2 separate regions of the Zea mays genome follow, and region 2 is linked to region 1. Evidence: chromatin contacts called from public Hi-C data. All regions are on one chromosome and are shown on one strand. The core of a region is the stretch at or near the end of the contact, and the rest is flanking DNA. Distances in the headings are between cores, read along the strand shown. Region 1 has its middle 12 kb from the start of LOC118476685. Region 2 overlaps LOC100279201 (Cytoplasmic tRNA 2-thiolation protein 2).

Region 1 (4,035 bases), core at 448-2,947:
GTACCAACTTGGTCTTCAGATTCTCGTAACCTCGTTGGTACTCATAACAATACATACAAACAGACAAGGAGTACATAAAAATAACATTACACCAAACATGAGAACAAACCACGTAAGAATATTCTACGCGTTGCTATGAGGTCGTAGGTTCAAAAATTAATAGAATCAGGGTTACAGTTATAAAGATACAATTTTCAGAAGATCTTTGTGATTCATTAATAGTAACTATATTCTATGGTGATTAGCGTAAATCATATGAGAAAATATTTTAAAGAAATAATTAATTCAACTTTAATCTAGGTTATAACTTGGTTAGAGATCTATTTTAGTTAGATTATAATTCTAGAGAGGTTGACTGACTAGATTGATTAATCAACTAACATAAGCTAAAAAAAATATCCCATTATAAAAGTATGCGGAATGATAAAAATAATGTCCTTAATGTGTAGCAATTTTATTACGAAGTTAATGCAATTTGAAAAGAGTGACACGGAGTTAAAACGAATTAGTTATGCATTTTCTAAGGTTTTTAGAATTAATTTTTCATAAAAAATCATTTTCGAATAAATTTTGTCGATGAACAGAATTTCATGGACCGAAGCCACCATTTCATAAAAGACCAGGGTTTACTCTGCAAATTACAGGACCTTGTTGAAAGGGTTTCTGACCTGGGCTGGACCGCGGGTTTATTTGTAAAAAGTGTAGGGGCTCTTATGCAACTATGTTCGGCCGAAGTTCGGCCGAAGGGGTATGTTTTCACTTGCACCGTTGGATCAAAAACCAGTGGCTCGGATTATATCGACCTTTTGTGAACTGATATGTAAAGCTAGACGTCGATCCTGTGATCGACGGTTTTGATTTAATGATCGAAGCCGTTCTCGCATTCTAATACCCGTCATCCGATGTCGATCGCTCGACCACCGCCTATCTAGGCCAAAACAATATCATAGTCGTTATAAATCCGATCGACGGTGGATACACATCTCTTCTTCTATGGTGTTTCAAGCGCGTGGAGCCAAGCTCGCACGGCGGCGTACATGCCGGGGAGGAGCGGTGCCGCACCGCCGCGCGCCAAAGCCCATCGCATACCGGAAGAGGCATGTAGGGTAGATGAGGTCTCACCATTGACCATGTCGTAGAGACTTCCACCCACGGTGGACTGCGAACGATGGCGATTCCCAGTCGCTGATGAGGAATCTTGCTCGCCATGATCATCCCTTACGCCCAATCGTGCTGCAAAAGCTTCTGGTGCCCACCGGCGAACCTCCCCGACCAGACCCGACAGCGCAGCGATGTTGAATTGGAGTATTCGCATGCACCAAAGATCCTGTTCTCTCCCTTCGCAACGGTGGTGGCTCGGTGCCCACGACGAGGATATGTGGCGGTCGGCCGATAGATGAGAAGGGCACGATAGGGGCTAGCTTTATACCTGCGCAAGGAGAGGTCAAATCGCAACCAACTCCAACTGCGCATACGAGTTTGTTACGGTGCGACGTGGTGGTGGTGGATATAGACGGAGGGGAAGAAGCTTATGGCAATCTGGGACCACCAGGCAGCGGAACAAAGCAATAGAGGCGGACGGAATCTCGATCTGATGCGAAGGTCCCACCATTCATTGAAGGGCTTCGGGCTGTGCGTGTTCCAAGATCTGGGCAGAGGCAAGCGGCCCCACATGTCGGTGTTTGAAGGAGGTCTTCAGTGCGCGGACCCGGAGACTACCCGGTGGGGCCCACGCGCAGGCGCCGATCTCAGCGTGTATGGAGTGCTGGGCCGTGCGACTATTGGTTGGGCCGACCACAGGGTGAGGTGAACTGGGCCAGTGGGTAGATTCCGCCCAGGGTGCAGGTGAGTGAGGCTTTTTCCTTCTTATTTACTATTTTTATTTTCTTTTCAATTGTAAGTCCCAAATCAACTTTGAATCAGTTTGAAAAACACATGTTAAATTAGCACAGATCAAAACCCGAGCTTGAGGTTCAAGTTATATATATATATATATTCCTTGTTTATCAATACTCATTTAAATAAATGCTTATAGTGTATCCTTTAATGAAATTAATAATCATTTAGTTGAATAGAAAACCTTTCTATTACTTCTTTTTTAAATTAATTCTTAGTTTCGAAATTCAGTCTTCAAAATTCAATGCTCATGTCTAATTTGAGATATCTGAATTTACTATTTTATTTCTTTATTTGTTATTTTCATAATGTAATGCCATTAGTTGAGTATGCAAAGAAAACTAAAAAGCAAATCAAGGAATTCCCAAAACACCCACTTATAAATTTATTTATTTATTATTTTTGTATTTTTCCCTTATACCAATTTTGCGCTTTACAAACGGACACGGCGGAGGCTCGACGGCGACCGCGGAACGGACTCGATATCACGGTGGACGGTGGTGGAGTTCCCTAGGTGCGCACGCAGAGTGAGGCGAGTGCTGGGGTGATGCGGGTGCGCGAGTGAGGGGAGGAGGGAGAGCGAGTGGGGTACTGGGCAGCTAGAAAAGGTCGGGGTGGGGGCGGGCACGACCTCAACGTGCGTCGTGGGCGAGGAGTCCATGGCGACAAGCGGGAGATTCGGGAGGGACGGGTCCGACATGCGGGGCCCACGGACCAGCGAGAGTGGGCGAGGGAACGGCGGTCAGCGCTGACGGGCGGGGCCCGCAGGACAGAGAGAGAGAACAAGCGCGTGGGCGAGGGTAACTGGCGCCGACAGGGCGGGCCCACCCGGCAGAGAGAGCGGGGAGGGGGGAATAGCGTGCGCCATGCGGGCTTGATGGGCTGGAAGGGTCGAGGAGAGAGAGGTTCCAGGCTTCTTTCCTTTTTTCTTTTATTATGAAATTCCTAATTCCTTTTGTTTTTTCTCTTTTGGATTCAAATTCAAACATGTTCCAAATTCAAATTCAAATAATTCAAACATATGCATTAGACAAAAGAATAATTTAGTCTCAGCATGATGCAACATTTCATGACTCCCATATGTTTTGATATAGTAAACAAAATAATTAGTCTCCCACCTGGTAGACATAATTATAATAAAAAGAAGAGAGAGAAGACTAGAGAGTGAAACAAGAGGTAACACCTGAATTTGGTAGATAATGAAGAAGAAATTTTATACCCCCAAATTCAGGGTGTGTCACACCCAGATTTAGGGGTCAAACTCGGGCGCGACCCACATGTGTGCTAGGATCAAGTCTCATACATATGATGACTCATGGTACAGAAACGAATGTCACACCATTAATATATAATAGAGTTCTGTACAAAATAGATAAATAATTACATCATACGAAGACAACGATCCGGCAACCATAGTTGTCTAGGAGACGACGGCCTAGACCTCTCACGAACTCATCTCGACATCCTTCATGCACCTCATCATGTGGTACCTGCTCTTGACCTGGGGGATGTGAGTACAACAAGAGTGAGCTCACATACGTTTATCGCTCAACAAGTTATGGGGAATAATGTGCATGAACTCACCAAAGGTGGGAGCTCATGTGAAGTTTAAGGCTTACCAAAGGAGATGGTTAAAGCTAAGCATTGCTTTTAAAGTTGGTCAAAATTTTATTAGCTGTTACTAAGTATAAGTAGATACCAGCCCAAATAAATAAGAGATCAAGATTAATAATAACACCCACAATGCAATGCATATGATAGATTAAGTTTAGTTCCATAATTTACACATGTGAGGTTCTGAGCTGCTCATGACCGTGAGCATGGCTAATATACCAGTTTTACATTCTGCAGAGGTTGCACATCTTTACCCACAAGTCGTGTATCCCGTCTAACTAGGGTTTGCAAGGCGTTAAAATAAATTACTATGAGTTTAATGCAACTGGAATGGATCAAAAAGGAGTTAAAATAAATTCCTGGATTACACACATAAATTCCGGAAAGCCTGGAGTTGAATTCATATAATCCAGGACCAAACTGTTATTGTCTTTTCACTTGTGTGGATGGCGGGTTAATTAATATAGAGCACATGGTCTCTTTTGCAAAAGTAAGCGACCGTAGGGGTATTCTGGGTTTTCGGTC
Region 2 (4,035 bases), core at 671-3,170, 400 kb before region 1:
GAGCTATTCTGCCAGCAAACATTGTAACAAGATGAATTTATCCGGTGGTTTGGACAATTCGTTTTCTCTACAAATTCTGTACGAACTGTGGTTACACTCAGTTACCCTGTTGTATTCGACTCGAAGATACTTTGGGGATGTTGTGCAGACAAGCGCTGCATCTTTCAGCCTGTTCGTTGTTTTTAATTCGTATCGGCTCCTACTGTTTCTATAGTGTATTTATCTCTATGATTACAGTTGCAGCAGTCTAAACAGTCCGATTTAATCTGAAGCGGACATCCTTGCTCCTTGTAGCGCTGAAGGGATGCACAACCTATTATTGCCAATGCAAAATGGCAAAGCATGTGCACATGACACATCACATACAGATGTACAATACCCAAGCAGTTGCAGGAAATAAAACGGTAGTGTCACTGCAGATAAGTGGTCCCTTGCATTTTTTTTGCTTTCTGCAACTATCTTGTCAACTTTCTTTTTAATTACATTATCATGCAACTTTATATTCCATCCCTATGAGTACAGTAAGTCATTTTATACTATGCTCTCCATTTTAGTGCATTGTACCAGGCTACCACGTTAGGCTTTGTTCGGTTATTCCTATCACATGTGGATTGGAAGAGATTGAAAAAAAATATAAAAGATTTTGACTCCTTGTTTGATTATTCTAGTTTCATGTGGATTGTAGTTTATTGGAATGTATTGAGATGAATTTTGATTTGCTATGGATTTAAACCGACTCAATATCATCCAATCCACATGAATTAAGGGTAAAACGAACAAGCCTTTATTTAGGATTTAAACCTACTCAATTTTATCCAATCCATATGGATTAAGAGCAAAACGAACAATCCATTACAGCTGTATCGGAGTGGAACCTCTCTTGTGAAATGCATCGCATGCGTGCTTGCAGCCATGTGCACTTGTCAGTGTTGCTGAGCCCATACTCTGGTCAAACATTGGGAACCTGTATCATATAAGTAATTAATTGGGTTAAAGCTTGTAAAGGTTAGACCTTTTGGTTAGCCACTTTAATCTGATTGGGTTGGCATAAAGCCTGACCAGTGATATTAGCCAACGTGCAAGGGCTTATCCAGCTTTTCCATCAACGATGGCAACACAAATGCATACAAAGACACCCCCCTCCCAAGGACCTACAGGGCCTTTTCATTTTTTTTTACAGTTGGAACAAGACTTGTAGAACCGACTACCCGGCCAGTTGATAGCTGATGTTGATGGATTCTGGCCGAGCTTGACAGTATTTTCAAATGTTCATCGCTGTTCAATCATTAGAGCATGAGAATAAACAATGCGGATATCGATTAAGGGTCCAGTAAAATGGTCCATAAATCTCTGAGGGAATGCTTTGGCCTCCTTACTGCCGCTCAAGGAACTCGTCCTTCAAAAATCTCTGGACCTTTGCAGCATGGGGGGTTGGCTGGCAGGCACTCTGTTGAGGCCTGAGCTATCCAATCAACCCATTTCTTGAGGTATTGTTGTCCATGACATTGCAGTTGAGTGGTACTGCGTGTGCCAGCATCATCAACAATTGCTTTGTCTCGGGGGGTCTGGGCAGCAACCAGCAAGACTCCCCCCCCCCCCCCCCCCCCCCCCCCCCCAAATAGGCCTGGAAACAAAAGGTAAAAAACACATAGGGCTACCAGATATTGCTCCTTCTACTAGACTACTGCCTAGATTTTTCATGTCGTACTTGACACCATAGCATCATGGGTGTTTAAAAAGGCTAATCTAAGCAAATGCTACAACTAGCATGTTCAAGTTTGGCACTTGTAGAGTTTAGTGCCACTGTGTGTGTGTGACTTTTTAGTGTGTGTTTTTAGTGGACAAGGCCTCCACCCACACAGTGCTCACTTTAGCTTGCTTCATTGTAACAAGCAAAGGCCCACTGTGTCCCCTAGTGATTGGCACAGCTCCCTGCTGTCATTGGAATATGGGGATGGGGACAAGAAGCCAAGGACCCCTTGTGACATTGACATGACCAAACCTGGGTTTTTTTTGGTGTGTTCATTTTATTACCATATCGTGCTTTGATCCAAAAGCTTGAGGCATTGGTTAAAGAAAACATTGTTGTGTGTGGGCTGGGGGGTCTGCTAGTGGCGTAGTAGATAGCAGCATCAGTGCAGCTTCTGCACCTTGCTTCATCAAAGTGGTTTTGGGTGCAGACATGGAAGACCTATGCTCTCTGGATATGGTTTACTTTACTTGCTAGTTGGTGCTGTTTATCGTTTCATCTGCATTAGGTTTTGCCTAATACTGGTAGCTTGGAAGACTAATGAGGTTCTTGTGAGTCAACACTTGTGGCTTGATCCTAGAACTATTTTTTTTTGAATAGTAGGAGTAGGAGGGATACAACATGGCCTTTCTGGCTCTGTCTCTCTCTGTCTCTAGTGTGGGGGCTGGGGAGCCTGAATCCAGGGCTGGCTATGCAGGACCCTGTAGCAAACATGACAAGATGTGTCCTGGGTTACTGATTTGTGACACATACCTGCTTGCTTGCGATCCATAAATGCATAGCGGTGGCTGGTTTGTACAGTTCGTGTCATTGCTGTGCACGGTGTCTCGTACAACCTTCAATGCAGCGTGCTGTGTGCTGGTTCCACATGCAGGACCGTCGTCGGTCACAGTGGATCAACGCCGCGGCAGCAGCAGCAGCAGTGGACTGAAACACGACTGATTGATTCTTGGTGGTCTCTCAATCAACTGCAAACTGATGCATCCTGAAACAAAACTCCTCTGGACTGTTCACTGTTCCTGGTTGGTTTCTGCTGTGGTTCGCCAGGACAAGAGAAGCGCGGCCAAAGCAAAGGATTCAGGTCAGGTCTCGAGCTCCTGATGAACCTCATATCTCATGCAATGCGCCCTTCGTTTTCAGGCGCGAGTTCCCGCTCGTCTTGTTGCCTGGATCGATCACCAAACGCGGCGGTGGTCCATGCATCCCAGTGGACCGGATCTCCGGCCAAATCTTGGCACCTTCCCTGGCGTATTTTTATGCGCGTAGACACTGGCCCTTGAATCATGCGTTCTGCTCGCTGCCTGCCTACCATTTTTTTTTGCGTCCTCAGCTCCTGTCATGTGACCTCACATATGTATGTATGTATGTATCTATCTATCTATTTATCTATATATGATTATCATATATGTCTCATGCATTCCCCCACTATTAATTACTTGTGGATGTAGCAGACTGCAGACAGCGACTTGTGCAGACAGCTTGCCCTAGTTCACGAGCATGGAAACATATGTAAGTACTCCTATGAATGATGCAGAGATGGACATCTTCAATCTTCATAAAATGGCTCATCGTTTTTTTCAGTCACATGGTATTTCACCATTTTTCAGCTAAAGTGGTTCAGCTCATTTTTCACAAGGTTTGGACGTAGTTAATACTACTAGACCGCATGCAAAAGTGCTGCTGAGAGCCTGAGATGATAAAGTTTCTGAACGTGATGTGGGGGTTTGTGACATTGTGTGGTGTGGCAAGATGCTATGGATTAGCCTCATGATTCCTGAGCAGATACCACGCTGTGGCTGTATTGTGTCTCTGCCCGCTGCCAGATGCCTTTGCTTTCTGGATTTGTGGCCGCCGGGCCCACGCGGGTTAGTGCCCAAACTGGGTGATTTGTCGCACCGCCCTTCTTTTTATTTTCTTTTGGACGTATTAATTAAGAATTATTTTCGGATGGATAGTGCCGGGCGGTAGCTAAGATTGACGATTTGGCCATGAACCAATCCACCCTTTTCTTCTAGATACTATGTACTCCCTTTGTTTCAAAATAGTATTTTTTAAACTTTAGTTTTATGTCTATATTCACATGAATGATAATAAATCTAAATATATCTATAAAACAAATACATCAAATATTATATGAATTTATTAAAAATTCTAAAATAAATTTTAATTTGAGAAAGAGAGAATACTAGTAATAAAAATGGTAAAGAGCTTGCAGCTTGCTTTTTCACACACTAGGTAGTGTAGATGCTAGAGTTTTCTTGCGAGGTTGAGACTCTTTATTTAAG

Evidence for each region. Hi-C and Micro-C count contacts between places; a contact is called where the count stands out from the background.
Region 2: a Hi-C map of ear shows a contact between it and region 1, with 2.3 times the contacts expected there. The contact joins two enhancer-like sites. A contact is called at or near these places in 2 of 25 Hi-C or Micro-C datasets (ear and leaf).

What each region holds. Positions count from the first base shown.
Region 1 is chr3:114,550,958-114,554,992 of Zm-B73-REFERENCE-NAM-5.0, reverse strand. No RefSeq gene overlaps it. Among protein-coding and RNA genes, the nearest start is that of LOC118476685, 12 kb to the right of the region's middle. Within about 2 kb of position 1,697, at least 18 of the 20 cell types and tissues checked have an H3K27ac peak or open chromatin away from gene starts, as enhancers often do. A contact at or near this core is called in ear and leaf, where this site is marked.
Region 2 is chr3:114,954,101-114,958,135 of Zm-B73-REFERENCE-NAM-5.0, reverse strand. It overlaps LOC100279201 (Cytoplasmic tRNA 2-thiolation protein 2), which reads left to right. Exons shown (of 7, transcript NM_001152225.1): 7 at 1-184. Among protein-coding and RNA genes, the nearest start is that of LOC100279201, 6.8 kb to the left of the region's middle. Within about 2 kb of position 1,920, at least 18 of the 20 cell types and tissues checked have an H3K27ac peak or open chromatin away from gene starts, as enhancers often do. A contact at or near this core is called in ear and leaf, where this site is marked.